Regions from separate parts of the Mus musculus genome. Here region 1 is linked to region 2. Evidence: chromatin contacts called from public Micro-C data. All regions are on one chromosome and are shown on one strand. The core of a region is the stretch at or near the end of the contact, and the rest is flanking DNA. Distances in the headings are between cores, read along the strand shown.

What was found. Hi-C and Micro-C count contacts between places; a contact is called where the count stands out from the background.
Region 1: a Micro-C map of embryonic stem cells shows a contact between it and region 2, with 2.4 times the contacts expected there. The contact joins the enhancer-like site here to the promoter of Reps2 in region 2. A contact is called at or near these places in 2 of 39 promoter capture datasets (both in liver), 6 of 484 Hi-C or Micro-C datasets (cerebral cortex, embryonic stem cells, muscle stem cells and 3 more), 2 of 115 datasets of contacts at active chromatin or transcription factors (bone marrow-derived macrophages and fibro-adipogenic progenitors) and 3 of 9 other capture datasets (adipose tissue, liver and pancreatic islet).

The regions. Positions count from the first base shown.
Region 1 is chrX:162,503,948-162,510,919 of GRCm38.p6, forward strand. Reps2 (RALBP1 associated Eps domain containing protein 2) reads right to left here. Exons shown (of 18, transcript NM_178256.4): 12 at 3,660-3,705. Among named protein-coding and RNA genes, the nearest start is that of Reps2, 140 kb to the right of the region's middle. Within about 2 kb of position 1,349, at least 8 of the 459 cell types and tissues checked have an H3K27ac peak or open chromatin away from gene starts, as enhancers often do. A contact at or near this core is called in embryonic stem cells, where this site is marked.
Region 2 is chrX:162,640,873-162,648,488 of GRCm38.p6, forward strand. Reps2 (RALBP1 associated Eps domain containing protein 2) reads right to left here and starts at 2,786. Exons shown (of 18, transcript NM_178256.4): 1 at 2,402-2,786. The coding sequence starts at 2,635.

The sequences.
Region 1 (6,972 bases), core at 99-2,598, 140 kb before region 2:
CTTTATTCCCTGAAGCTGGGTGGAAACAGAGAATACCCCAATGTCAAAATGACTGCAGAGAACAGGCAAGGTGCCAAAGGGCAGCTAGAAATTCTACTGTCCCTTAAATGCCATTGCGTATAATAATTGTCCAAACCCAGCCATTACTGGGATCTTTTGCCCTTAGTATATTATTAGGCCTAAATTTACAACTTCTCCAAAAATGGTTTATATAAATTCAAATCAGTTTCTGTGATAGTTGTTAATAAGAACAATGTGTAAATAAGCCTTTCAGCTTGCAGCCTTCTGTGTTTGAGGAAAAGGGCTTCATGGTATTAACTGATTAAAACCCTGGTTTACTCACAGTGTGATCGCAGGCAAATGTGGAATTGAGACAGCCACACTGACCAAGAACTCAAACACAAGGCTTATACCACAAACGATGCTTCATTCAGAAAGGGAAACACAGCAATCAGCTTCAGGAGGTAAGCCAGCCTTGTCCTAAGAGGGTTTATGGAAATTTTCAAAGCAAAGGCTTAACTTGAACTTTCTTTAAAGTGCTTTAAAGTGAGGCAAAGCACAGCTAACTTGGTGACTTCTGACACTATAATAATAGCATTTAAAAAAAATGGAAGGAAAAAGCCAGAATCTTGCAAACTCTGATCTGTTTCAGTTTTTAAGGTGTTGGTTCAGTGCTTGTGAAACAGAGAGTAAATCTTCCTGGAGTAGTAGCTAGGATATTGGCAACATACTTGTTTTCTATGTTAATGCAATAACATACTTTTTGGTTTATTAATATGGACGAGTTCCTAATATGATGATCAGGAAAAACACGGAGATATGTGTGTCCATCTCTGCTGTTCACTTTCTCAGCTGACTTCATGACAAAGCAGAAAGCAGAAAATTACCTCTGAAGCAAGATACATCTGAGAAAGAAATTACCTTCAGGAAACTTGCTTTTGTAATTAGCTATTACAACAGTTCTTACTAAATCAGAGTTGATCGATGGCTATTAAACTCCTTTAGTTTTGGTAAAGCTGTTTTTGACAAAGCAAAGTTTTGCTTGCTTTGAACTTTTGTTAGGTCTGTTCTTTGACCACTTCATATATGTGTAATGTGCATGTGGATTATTACAGCCCCCTCTCTAAATTCCCTCCCATTTCTACTATTCCTGCTTCTTCCCAAGTCTCCTTCCCACATTCATGAGGTTTTTTGCTTGTTATTTTGTTTTGTTTCTTTGCTCATTAGACCCACTGAGGTTTATTGTGTGACTACAGACTTGAAACTTTCGATTTGTGCCTGGTGAACTCCTTGGTGGGTATGCAACTAGACACAATGGCTGCTCTTCTTCCAGAATCCGTCAGTAACCAATAGTTCAGCAGGGAGGGGCAGGGTCCCAAGAGGTCCAATTCATAGTCAAATGTTGCTAGGCAATGTTTTTCTTTTCAAAAAACAAAAGCTTCCCAAAGGTCTTTCTGTGGTGTCTACAGGTTTTGTTTGTCTTGCAAGGAAGCAGTCTTTAAGTCAACCATAATAATGGTTTGGGGGAATTCTCTTTGTTTGATTCTTGTACTGTATCTGGCTAGACAGTCAAGGCAAACAAAGACTAGAGCTAAGGGAAAAATTCTCTAACTCTGTCAAACAGAACCAAAGGGAATCAACAACTGTTCATCAAGTAAGCTAGAGTTCCTAGCTAGAAGTTTAAAAAAAAAAAGCTTTCTATGCCATGTACAGCTTTGGTGACATGTTCTACACAAGGAAGAAAAAATAAGTATAGAAACATAAGTGTATCAGTTTGTGTGAGCATGCATATGCTTGTACACATATATACATACTATCCCATACTCATATATGTACATACATATACATACTATCCCACACTTCCTTCCTGTATATGATCTCCATGTTTATATTTTTACATGGAAAGGTAATCAATATCAAATAAGTAAGACTGTATGGCATGACTGTGACCAGGTAAACCAAAACATAATGTGCAAGGGATCGGCAAAATGATGGACAACATCATAGCAGAATGGTCATTTTCCCTCTTACCCTTATACTTCTACAAATTCTTACCACTTGACAAATGAGAATAAAGATGGTTTGACAGTCTTGATCTCAGTAAATAATCCGTTAGAAATAAGGAAAATAAAATTATCCATATTGGACCAAGGGTCCAACCTCTGAAAGAATAATACATTAAATTTGTCCAGTCCATTACTAGTGGAGGATGTGCCTTTGGGATTTTGTACTTTCATTCATAGTGAGAGGAGAGAAGAACTCATCAAAAGCTATATTATGAAGTTCAATTCAATGGCTAATATCGTATATATCAAAGCCATATTTATGAAGTTGTTTGTGGCTAATATAGTATACATCAGCTCATTTCTGCAATTCATGGAAGGCCTTTCTTTTTTAAAAAGAGATTATTTGTTTGTTTGTTTATGTATATGAGTACATTGTTGCTATCTCCAGGCACACCAGAAGAGGGCATCAGATCCCACTGCAAATGGTTGTGAGCCACCATGTGGTTGCTGGGAATTAAACTCAGGACCTCTGGAAGAGCAGTCAGTGCTCTTAACCACTGAGCCATCTATCCAGCCCATGGAAGGCCTTTCTTATTGTAAATGTAGGTTAATATTATCATTTCTGTATCCCAGAGCTAGTACAGACTAATATGTAAAGAATCTGCCAATCCTTAAAAGAAAAAAGAATGATTAAATATGGTCACCAAAGAAAAAGTGACCATACTTTTCTTTTTACTGAAATTGTTGTTTAAAATATATATTAATATAAGTATCTGTGGCCTATATGAACAAGAAAGTGAAGCCTAAATTGTTTGATTTACATTTAGGTAGTGTTCCTTAACTTTCAAGTGCATAAAATATGATATGGTTTAAATCAACTTGCGGAGTGGTGGAGAGGAGCTGAAGCTGAAGGAGGAAAAGAAGTCCCTGAGGGTTAGAGCCAAGCAAAGCAAACAAACAAACAAAAAACACAACCAACCATGTGGTAGCCCATACTACACTACAGCTCTACTGCTTAAAAGTGGCCCCGATATTTCTTGTCTTCAGTGTCCTAGCTCTTTCGGTGTCTCTGGATTTCCCCTCTGCTCCTCCATTCCAAAGCTGATAACAGCCACGCTCTGTTCTTTTGGTTCTCCTCTTTTGTTGATGGCTATTTTAGAACTGTGAAGCTGAGAAAAGACACCAAGAATGGCTCACACAGACTCTAGGTAGTGCTTACCTGAAGCCCGGTGCCTCCTTGAAGTCACCATAAACATTTTCCCTTCTATAGATTTTCTGTTCCTGAGTTCTTACTGTTTCGGTGTTCACATTCACAGAAATGTTAGTTGTTGCCTTTTAGCCCTAATTCTCTCTTAACAAAGCTATACACCTACCCCAGCTCAGTCATGTTACACAAACTACTTCCTGTCAGGGGTCCAGATAACACCTAGCCACCATCTTCTAGCACTAATGCCCACAAAGACTAAAAGGCTCTCCAGCATCACTGTGTAATCGAGGCAGGCCACTCTTGAGAAGTGAAATGACCCACATCTTTAGATTTAAATCGAAAGGTAAACCAGATAGTGATTTGGATGTGGTTTGGGGGATTTTTATTTACTTCTAGGCAGGGAAAAGGCACAACAGGCACCAAATGAGAAATTAAATAAACACTACCTGGATCTTGGTCTTGCTTTGAGACTGTTGTAGTCCTTAGAAGTTGCTGAAACAAAAGATTATTTGTTGGTTGCTTGGCTTCTCATTTCTCAGCTAATCAGGGTAGTAAGTAGCACCTAGGCTAGTACAGAACGCAGCAACACGCAAAACTGAGGTTGATGTACCCATGTGAGAACGCAGGGGCTTCCACACTATGATAATTCTTATTTTACTTTTAAAGTTAAAGGCAAGAGAGGGAAAGAAGTCCAGCAAGTTTTCTTTCATAGAAACACTGAGAGACCATTCTCAAGTCTAAAATTTTTTTAAGTCTAAATGGATTAATGGAGACATTCCAAGATAAAAAGACAACCTACTTAAAAGTTTGTCTTTTTATATGATAGATTCCCACCTGAGGGCTTCTTGGTCTCCCATGATAGTCTAATAATAGACTTGAAACCAATCTCCCACAAAGGTTAGGAATATATCTAGCTGCATATCTTCTGTAACTATAGAATATTGCCAGAGTCAGATATAGTGGCTAATACCTGAATTCTAGACGCAGAAGCAGGAGGACTGCCACAAGTTCAAGGCCAGCTTTGTCTATATATTGAGTTAAGCCAGCCAAGACTAATTTAATGAGAGCCTGTGCACATTCATGCATGTGTGTGTATGTACACATTTGTATACATACATGTGTGCATGCGTAGAGCACCATGGTTACCATGGTCATGAGAAAGCTGAGCTCTTACAAAACAAAGTTAAAAAGGTGTGCAGCTTTTCCTATAAGAAAATACCCATAGCCAGGCGTGGCTGCCCATGCTTATGATCCCAGCACTTGGAAAGCTGGCTCAGGAATATCATCATGGGTTTGAGGGCAGCCTGGGCTACACGGTAAATTCCAGAATAGCCTGGCTAACCTACAGAATGAAACCCTATCTCAAAAACCTCCCTCTATAAAAATATGAAAGAGAAAATACTCTGGTTCATTCCCCTGTCTTTGTAACCAAATCATACAAAGAGTACGATGGATTAAAATGTGTTTCAACCACACTTTTCCTAATGAAACCTAAATCAGAAGCTCATGCTCACTATCAGTAGCCATGGAGCCCACGTTCCCATCAGAAGTAGTGGCGAGCTCTCTTTTGTGTTTCCACTTATTTGTAGAAGGTGTCTTTAGAACCTCAGAGCTCTGCTATGGTTTTGCAAACGCTGCAAATGTTTATCATAAAAATCCACAGGAAGAGTGAAATGGGGAGAATATAAGTTGTTTCTTTGTTTCACATTATTTATCCAAAAGAAAGTATCTTGCTATGCTATTCTGTCCTCATCCACACCATTCTAAAGATAAAAGCCTCCTCTGGTATGAAGCAGCATAGGTTGATGATGGTCATTAAAATCCTTGGGTTAGACAAGCAAGGAAGAAAGGGAGCTGAAAGTCTCATAAATGCCAGCAAGGCACAAAGCAAACTCCCTAGAGAGCAAGCCTTTACTTACATATGGCCAGCTGCATTAAAAAAAAAAAAACACCATTTCTCCTAACTGTGAGCCCAGGCATGTCTCAGCTTCCAAATGAAATGCTGCCATAGCTCCCTCCTCACCAGCAAAAGTGTGGAAAAGCTAACAAGACTGAGACTCTCCTTGTTCATATCATGCACACACTCCTAGGCAAAGAAGGACCAAACCGTCTGTCCGTCCGTCCCTACCACTCCAGGAAGAAAAGAAAGGCAACCCTCCTCAGCCAGACTGCCCTGGAGCTAGGAGACAAATCTGTGCCCAGACTCCCTGCAGTGCTGGAGCCTGCCTCTGAGTAGGCCTGCCACCGCTCCTCTATGCCCTTCTTCTCCTTCAAGACTCACTGCTTTCCAGAAATATTTCGGGAGCAAAAGTCCTAGCCATGCTAAAACACTGTTTCCCAGCCCACCACACCATGGTAACCGTTCACTCCTTCGTCATTTGTCTTCAGCATTATCTTTGTGCTGCTGCAGGGATGGGTGTGGAAGCAAGGATGAGCTCTGCTAATGGGAGATACACAGACAGGCAGACAGACAAATGGAGTAAGGGTGTGAATGAGCCATGAAGAAAGGAACAGAGACCGGGTTGGGGGTCCAGAGACCCCAGTGCTCCTCATCACTAACCAGCTGAGCTGCCCTTCCCTCGCCTGGTAAACAAGGCTGGAGTCCTAAGAACGTGAATGTCCTGCAGAATGGCAAACAGTTCCATTTGTAGAGGATGTAAACAAAGGTCCCTAATATTCTAGGCCTGAAAATCTGGATTCTGAATTTAGTTCATTACAGGATAAAAAGAGACAGAGATGGAGCAGGTAGCAGAAGGCAAGAAAGGCTGCGATGCAGAAAGTCTGTGAGCTGCTCACTAGCAACGAAACAGCACCTGGAACTGTCCACAGCAATCTGGAGACCATGCTGCACAGGAACACTTCACTATGATCCAGAAGCAAGATGACAACTACTACCGTGCACTATGTGTGACTGAATTAGGCTAGACTGGAACATGAGGCATGTTAGACATCCTAGACTCCACTAACACATATGCATTCAATAACTAAAATTGTGAGAGTGTGTCGGATATGTTTAACAAGGAAAGGAATCTCCTCCATTCCCTCATCTATCACCCAGCCCCTCCCCTTCACTGCTAGCAGCAGCACTGCCACCATGTATAGTAATAAGAAGCAGAGCAGAGACTTACTTTTCCTCTCTACCTGCAAAGATGTTTCCAAGGTACAGCTTGGTAAGTTGGCCCAAGTTTCAGACCACAAAAGCCTCAACAGTACCAGGCTAGTTAAGTCTTCCATCTGCCACCTGGACAGCCTGACTCAGTTCCCCAGTGCATGTGAGTATCTGCAAAAATGGCAAGGGCATACTATGTTGCAAGCTCAAGCAAAAGCCAATGGATGGATCACAGCTTCTCATTTAGCTGGAGAGAGGGGAAAATGACAACTTCCTGGAGCACTCCAGGCATGTTATCTTTCATCATCTTTCCAGGAAATGAGTCAGAGAAGATGACACAGACCTAATGATTAACCTAAAAGCCTGCAATGGAGCTGAGAGGAACTGTCTCCAGTACACTGACTACCAGAATTATAATTACCATCTTGTGACTCTCCTATCTCCTAGGGGAAACTGGGGTGACTTGCCAGGAAACAGGCTATTAAATGTGTTTGACATGAGAGATTGCATTATATCCAGAAGGGGGCAGCAGTAGGAAGAATAAATCAAAAATCACACAGCATGTTCCCAGGCAGTGTGAAACAAATTTAGATATACTTCATGTGCTGTGGCACACCTGTTAGGTTTTATCTGGTGGTGCCAAGTCCTAG
Region 2 (7,616 bases), core at 1,536-4,035:
TGCCTTAATCTATTATCTGACAATCAGATGTTACTAACTGGGATTCTTCCCGATTTAAAGGTTTCTCCTGATAGTACATGTTAAACAATATTTATAACCTATCTTGATGTCTAAGGATGGCCTATCATTGGATCTCTGTGAGTTATTAGATAATAATCATCATTTTAAGACAAAGTCTCATTTACCCAGACTGACCTCAAATTAGCTATGTTGCTGAGCGTGACCTTGAACTTGTGACCTTGTTGCCTCTACCTCCAGAGTGCTGAGATTATAGGTATGTGCCACCATGTCCGATTTTGTGCAGTGATGGGGACTGAATCCAGTCTTTCATGCATGCTAGGCAAGCACTCTACCAACTGTGCTAAATCCCCAGCCCTACATTACAGTCATCTTAATCGTATGCTTATTAAGAGGAAAATCTGGCCATTAACCATAGAAACTACCAGGTCTGGTTACTGTCTCCATGATTTGAGCAGTTATACCTGTTGGGCCACTTACATCTGAACTTACAGGTTTCGGTTTAGAAGGGAAAGGGGGAAGTTTTCTACATTTGTTTTAAAATCGCTAGTATACTAATGAATTAAAACAAATGAAGTCAGACAGGGCACACACACATCACCAAAGTGGTAGATAAAAGTTAGATAGCCACTAGATCCCAGTTTTGACTACCCTTCCCAGTTCAGGGTGACTTTAAATGTTAATTGTTACCTGTACCAAGAGTAATGGGCCATTCTAACTTGTTATGTTAAAAGGGCTGTGTTTTATTTCTCTGGGCTGAGTACCTTTGGTTCTTTTTAAATTATATGTTCTTCAAGAAAGCATCAGTTATCACACTAGAAAGATCCCCTCTCCAATTCCTGGGAAAACCTCAACCAATTTTCATACACCCTTTTCTTTTATCACACTTGATGTATTACTGTCCACAAATTAATCCCGGCCAGATGTACAGCACAACTATTTGGTGCATTGCCTCGGACACTTTAGTAAATTTATTATGCTCAGCAGTATTCTGAGGTCCTTGTAATAGTTTCTTTCAGAACACCAACTTCCTTATCACCCCGTGCAACTCAACTGCTTAGCAACTGTGGCAGAACTATCTTCTTATCACAGAATTCTACAGGAACAAACAGCCATGCTAAATTCTATGAATACTAATCATGTTCAGAAATCCTCAATTCGAAAGGTGAACCAAGTGGCTAAAATTATGCTCATAAACATAGGAGCATCTATGTATACCCCAGCAGTATAAAACAGTCTTGAGTGCCAGAAAGAAGGAAAGAAAGAAAGAAAGAAAGAAAGAAAGAAAGAAAGAAAGAAAGAAAGCGGGCCTCACAAAGGCAGAGAAAGATATGATAAGTGAACCATAAAACCGTCAGTACTTCCTAGGAACTACATTTTAAAGCATTTGCTCACCACTGTAAATATTCCATTGTTGCTAATAACTTTCACACTATTGCTTTTTAAGTATAGGTTCACATTTAGGGCTTGATATTAACAATATGATCCCCATTTACTGCTGGTAACATCAACCGACAGACAAAGGGCTTCCCAAGCAATTTCTCCAAGCCTCGAGGAAAGCACAAAACAGCACCTGCAGTGAATCACTCCTCCCTCCTTTCCAGGTACGGGGCAGACAGACAGAAGCTATGACACCGTCTGTTTCGTAACTCCACGTCAAAGTCAAGTGACAATAAGATGACAAACTACAGCTGTAGACTTCTGAATCCACCCCTGGACCCAAATGGGGAACTTACTTTGAACTTGATCAATGTTCCTATCTTGTAGCCCTGAGTCCCTGTTCTACAATTGGGCTTTAAGGTTTTCCAGTTCTATACTAATAATCAGAAATACATTAGTGAACAAATCTATGTAGCAGATATGTACATATCACAAGTATAAAGGACAACATGTAGCTGTAGGCCCAGAGCCTACAGACACACATGTACACACCCTTCAAGTTCAAATCCCAACAAGGCACCCCGAGAGTGTAGTCAACAAAGGGAGGGGCAGGAGCAAGGAACAGAGGTTAAAGCAAACAGCAGCCAAAACAAACATCACTTTCGGAACAGGGCAAACTTTGGGTCTGGGAGATTGTAGAACCCCCAGATATGATAGGGGTGTCAGACTTTCTCAAGAGACGAAGAGCACAGCCAAGCACTAGGCTAGGAGCAGATGAGCTGCAGAGGAGGCTGGTGTCCCTGGGGACAAGGGCGTCGCCGCCATCCTCGGCAAGAGAGCACCCCCCTTTTTTTTTTTTTTTTTTTTTTTTTTTTTTTGCGGTCCTGGCCACCGCCCTCCAGATCTCCGGGAATAGTCCCTGGGAATAGTCGTTGTTGCCCCATTCTTCCCATAGACACTGCCCCCACAGACCAGAGAGGGATAAAAGAGCGCAGAGACATACCTGGTGCAATGTCTCTGGTGGCAGCTGCGACGCTCGAAACAGATCAGCTACTGGACCAGCGGCCGCAGTGGCAGTGCCGGGGGCGACCCTGGTAGCCTCGGGGGGACCAGGTCCGGGGCCCCCGCTTGCAGCGCCCGCACAGCGCGCGAAGAGCTCAGAGTAGCACTGCTGCTCGCTATCGCTCAGCAGCAAAGGCGGCCCGGCGCCGCAGCCTCCGCCCGCTGCCACTTCCATAGGGCCTTCTGTAGCGTCCGAACCGACCGCCTTCCCTGGCCGAGGTGCTGGTGCTGCCGCCAGGGCCACCACCGCCGCCTCGGCCTCCGAAGCCGCCGCCCCCACGCCCCGCAGCTGCAGCGCCGCCGCTTCCTCCAAGAGAGCGCCGGCCCCGCCCCCTCCGGGCTTGAATGTTGTGCCTCCTCTGCGCGGCACATGGAGACAGGCGCGGCGCTGACCAATCACAGCCCGAAATCCCACCTGGGCCCCTCCCCGAAAGCCCGCCCCGCTCCGCCCCTTCGCCAGGTAAGGAACGCAACTCTGGCTGCCGCCCTCCCAAGCCTTTCACCTGCTCTGCAAGGGAGGCCAGGCAGAGAGAGCTGCTGCCAACGCCCACCTAGCCCACCGTGTTCCTGAGGGGCATCTTGGGCTCTCCACCCTGGCTAAGAAGGGAACATCTGGACACACACACAAGAAAAAGAGTTTTTCAGGGGATGGGGAAAACTGAGATGTTGTCTCATTAGGAGTCCCATAGGGATGTGGTGTCCAATTAGAAAAAGGACCAGTCACAAAAAGTTGGATTTCCCTTCCTCCTATGTCCTGAAAAGCTAAAAAAAAAAAAAAAAAAAAACAACCAAACAAACAAAAACAAAGATGTGAATGGGGTCCCAGCAGCACCCCAGAGATGATGGGGTTTGGCCACTTTCTCAGGTATGGCTGGGATCTGGATTTGAACCTTACTGAGAAGTGCCAGAAGGTATTTCTTGAAGAAGGTACTTCAGAAGGTCCTTGAGAAAGAAGTGGGAAGAGGCGTTTTGGGGTTTTGTTTGTTTGTTTGTTTTTCAGATATGAGGTCCATTATGCTCCACTGCTTGACTGAAATCTGGGAAACAGTTGGTGAGAGACACTATCTGGAAAATTTATGCTTCTTAAGTCCTGAAAGTACTGACCTCTGTAACACAGAGTCCTCACTTTCTGGAAGGATTTTTTTATTTTCTTATTTTTTTTTTTTTAGACAAGGTCTTTTCTTAAGACATCTGGCTCAGAAAACACTTCTTTTGGCAGGAAAACAACAGTTTTTTACATTTTGTCCAAAATTTATTTGTCCAAGTTCCTACCAAAAAAGTCAACACTGGAACTCAGAACTTTAAAACCCAGTGTGCGTGTGCGTGTGCGTGTGCGTGTGTGTGTGTGTGTGTGTGTGTGTGTGTGTGTGTGTGTGTGTTCAAATGGGCTTCTTCCCTGATGGCTATTGCTCTAGCCAAAAGTGTGGTGGTTCTTGTTTGTAACCTTAACACTAGGAGGCTGGGGCAGGGGAATGACCAAAATTTTGAATCTACTCTAGCTACACTGTGAATTACAAGCTAGCCTGCAAAAAAAAGGGGGGGGGATCCACAAATAATATACTAGAAGAAAAACGTCTGCCCCACAACAGTGTTGAAAATGTCAGTTATAAGTCTTGTATATTTGCATTTTTTCCAAAAGAAAAATCTGTTTTTTATTTTTTAGGGCAGGGTCTCTCTACATAGCCCTGGCTGTCCTAGAACTCTCTGTGGCCTCAAACCATGCTGACCTCAAACTCATGGAGATCTGCCTGTTTCTGCCTCCCGAGTGCTGGGATAAAAGACATGTGCCACCACACTGGGTTCCAAAAGAAAAATCTTAAGTGCCATTGTTCTTGAGAAGAGTTGCACAAATGTAACCATTGTACATGCATGCCTCATGCCAAAACACTAACCAAAAAGGGGAAACCTCTTTGTGATTAAACACTAATTAAAGGACCTGTTAGACCTAGACCTGGTGTCACATACCTTTGTAAACCCAGAACTCACGATGCAGAGGCCAAAGGATCTCTGTGAGTTTGAGACCAGCCTGGGCTACTGAGTCTCATGCCAGCCAGGGCTACATAGTGATAAAAGAGGGATAAAAGAATATGTGTGTATTAAGAATATATATATATTCCATCCCAAACAGTTTTTTATTAAAAGCGTGAAGCAGTCAGATGTAGCAAATACCTGTAATCCTGCCACTCCAGAGACAGAGACCACTCCAGAGAAGACCCATTGCAAGAACAGTAACAACACAAAAAAGCAAAAGCCGAAAACAAGTCAAAAATACTATCAAGGATAACAAGCACACTTTGATATTATAGTCAACTAAAATAAGGACCAATGGAAGGAAGAGAAAAGAATGAAGAAGTCAAAAGATGGAAAAGCAGACAAGGAAAAGGGAAGAAAGAGATGTACAAAAGAAAAAAGAAACGTGTCAACCTCAATTATAGCCAGAGTTATACTTCCCTTTTGGACTCTGGAGAAATAAAATATAGACGATTCATGGTGGAGGTATGACTCAGTAGCACAGCATTTGCTCAGCATGTGCCAAACACAAGTCTGTCCTCCAGTACCAGAGAAGAAAAAGTAAAGATTCAGCCCAAGCATGTTAGCAGCTAAGTGCACGTGAACGTGTAGACAAGCTCCGATGCACTGTCTGGTTTTTTTTTTCTGCTTGTAAAATTTCATAAGACTTTAGCAAGAACGTTGAACAAAGCCAGAGGCATTCTTGTTATCTTTATAATGCAAACTGATCAAGTCCAAAAGAGTTGCCTGTTTTTTGTAGCTTTCTGAACACTGGCTAAATGACCATAAGCTAAGTACAACCAGAAATGTGTGTCTTCTCCTTGAACTAGCACCTTAAACTGAGCATGCTCAGAAATGTGCCTGCCCATAAAGGGTTTTCATATATGTATGTGTGTCCACTCCTGGAATAAAATCCCCATGCTTCCTTTGTTCACTAAGGTACTGTTTCGGACATAACTCATCTTACCCAGTAAAGTTATTAACATTTCAGCACTCATATTCCCTGCCCTGCCCTTGCCTGTCTTAGCTTTGCACTCAACAGGAGGTGAACCTAGGTTTGCTTACAAATGCAGAAAATTTCTCTTTTCAAAGCTTTCATTCCTCATTCCACATTTTGCTTCAGAACTGCTGACAGAGACGACCGCAGCAATACACAAAGGATGAAGTAGAGAAATAGCAGAGTCTGTCTGGCTCTAGAAAATTTCTACTTCAAAATCTCATCACACTTTCCATGACTGTCATGCCTTTTCAGGAACATAGAAGCCATGAGATAGGTTATTCTCTTCCTACTTTTCCAATCTGTCTCTGCTCTCCTGAAGAGTAGCCACATGACAGAGTAGTCTGCTCTATATGATAGGCAACAAGCCTCACTTCCCCCAAGCACTCCTGCAAGAACAAATATAGGATATCATAGCCACTGATATAAAAAGCTTTACATGGTATTGTTGTACACACTAGTCTAAGGTAGCTTAGGAAGATGATAGATAGATAGATAGATAGATAGATAGATAGATAGATAGATAGATAGATAGATAGTGACAAGGTCTCTTGTAGCACAGGCTGGCCTTGAACTCCTGATCTTCCTGCCTCCACCTGCTCTGTACTGTGGTTACAGGCCTGCAACACCTCATCCAGTCAGAAAGACACTTTCTTGAAAGAAAAGACCTCATTTTGTATACCAGGCTGCCCTCAAGTCTGTGATCCTCCTGCCTCTACTTCCCAAATGCTAGAATTACAGGTGCATGTCCCTGTCATGGTCCAAAGGAGAAAGGCCTCCCACAGACTCACATATTTGAACACTTGGTTTCCTGCTGGTTGCACTGTTTGGAGAGGTATAGGTGATAAATGGCCTTGCTGGAGGAGGTGCATCACTGGGGGCAGACTTTGAGAATTATGAGCCTCACACCATTTCCAGTCCACTCTCTTCACGGTTGTGGTTGAAGTTGTGAGCTCTCTGCTCCTTCTACCAGGTCTACCATTTGCCTTCATGTCTCCCCGACATCATGGATATGTGTATCCCTCTAGAACCATAAGCCAAGATCAACTCTTTCTTTGGTAGGTTGTTTTTGATCATGGTGACTTTAGAACAGCAACAGAGAAATAATACAGTCACTAGGACCAACAAGAAGGCATTTTAATCCTCATTTGACAGGTATGAGTTGTCCAACTGGGTACCACATTTGGAGCTCGCTTCCTTCATTACTCAAGCCGGTTCAATAAAGCTGACAAATATTTATCAAGCAGCAGATATTACAATGTGGATTATTAAAATGTTGATCTGGAGGAAGTCTCACATCTATGCCTGTCAATCTATAAATAAAATAATCAATATTTATTGATAAGGCAAGGGGTGCTTACCCTGTGTGTGCTGGAATACTTCAAAGAATTTAAAAAAAAAATACACGATATGTAGCTTTCAAGGAATCAACAACCTCACTAGAAAAGTCAAGGATTAGCACAACAAAGAAAACTAAATGAGACAATGTATAATTAAGTGCTAAGTTGTGTACCCCGGGCTAAGTACTGTGGGAGTTTGGAAATTAGAAACCAGTCAATGAGCCAGTGCTAACCCAAGAAGACTCAACAAGAGGACTGGTGTCTGCTGAGACTAAATGGATCTGGGAAGGGTAAATGGATGGGACAGTGGGGGTGGGGAGAGAGGATGACCCTGGCAAAGATAAGCACACCAGAGACTCCTCGGCAGCCTGAGTGAAGAAAAAAGCCAACTGCACTAGACAGGTGAGCAGCTTCTGCTGCAAGCCTCCAGGCTGCAGGGGAGATCCTGACCAGCCAAGATGAAGGGGAACATTCGGAAGGGGTCTGGCAGCAGTAATATGTAACCTAGAAAACGACAGAGGGAACGTGCCACATTAAGTGTTCTTACTAAGTCAATCAGAGTGGTTCAAGCCTACAACCCCAGCACTTGGCCAAAGCAGGCAGACCTTGTGAATTGTTGGATCTACATGAGGTGTGCTAGGCCAGCCAGGGCTATTCAGCAACAGCAGCAGCAGCAGCAGCAACAACAACAGAAGTAGTAATAGTAGTAGTAGTAATATCTTTTCTAAAGAAAAAAACTTTAATAATGGGCGGAAATTAATGGAGTGCTCAATTTTGACACCAAATAATCACTTATTTCATTTTAACTT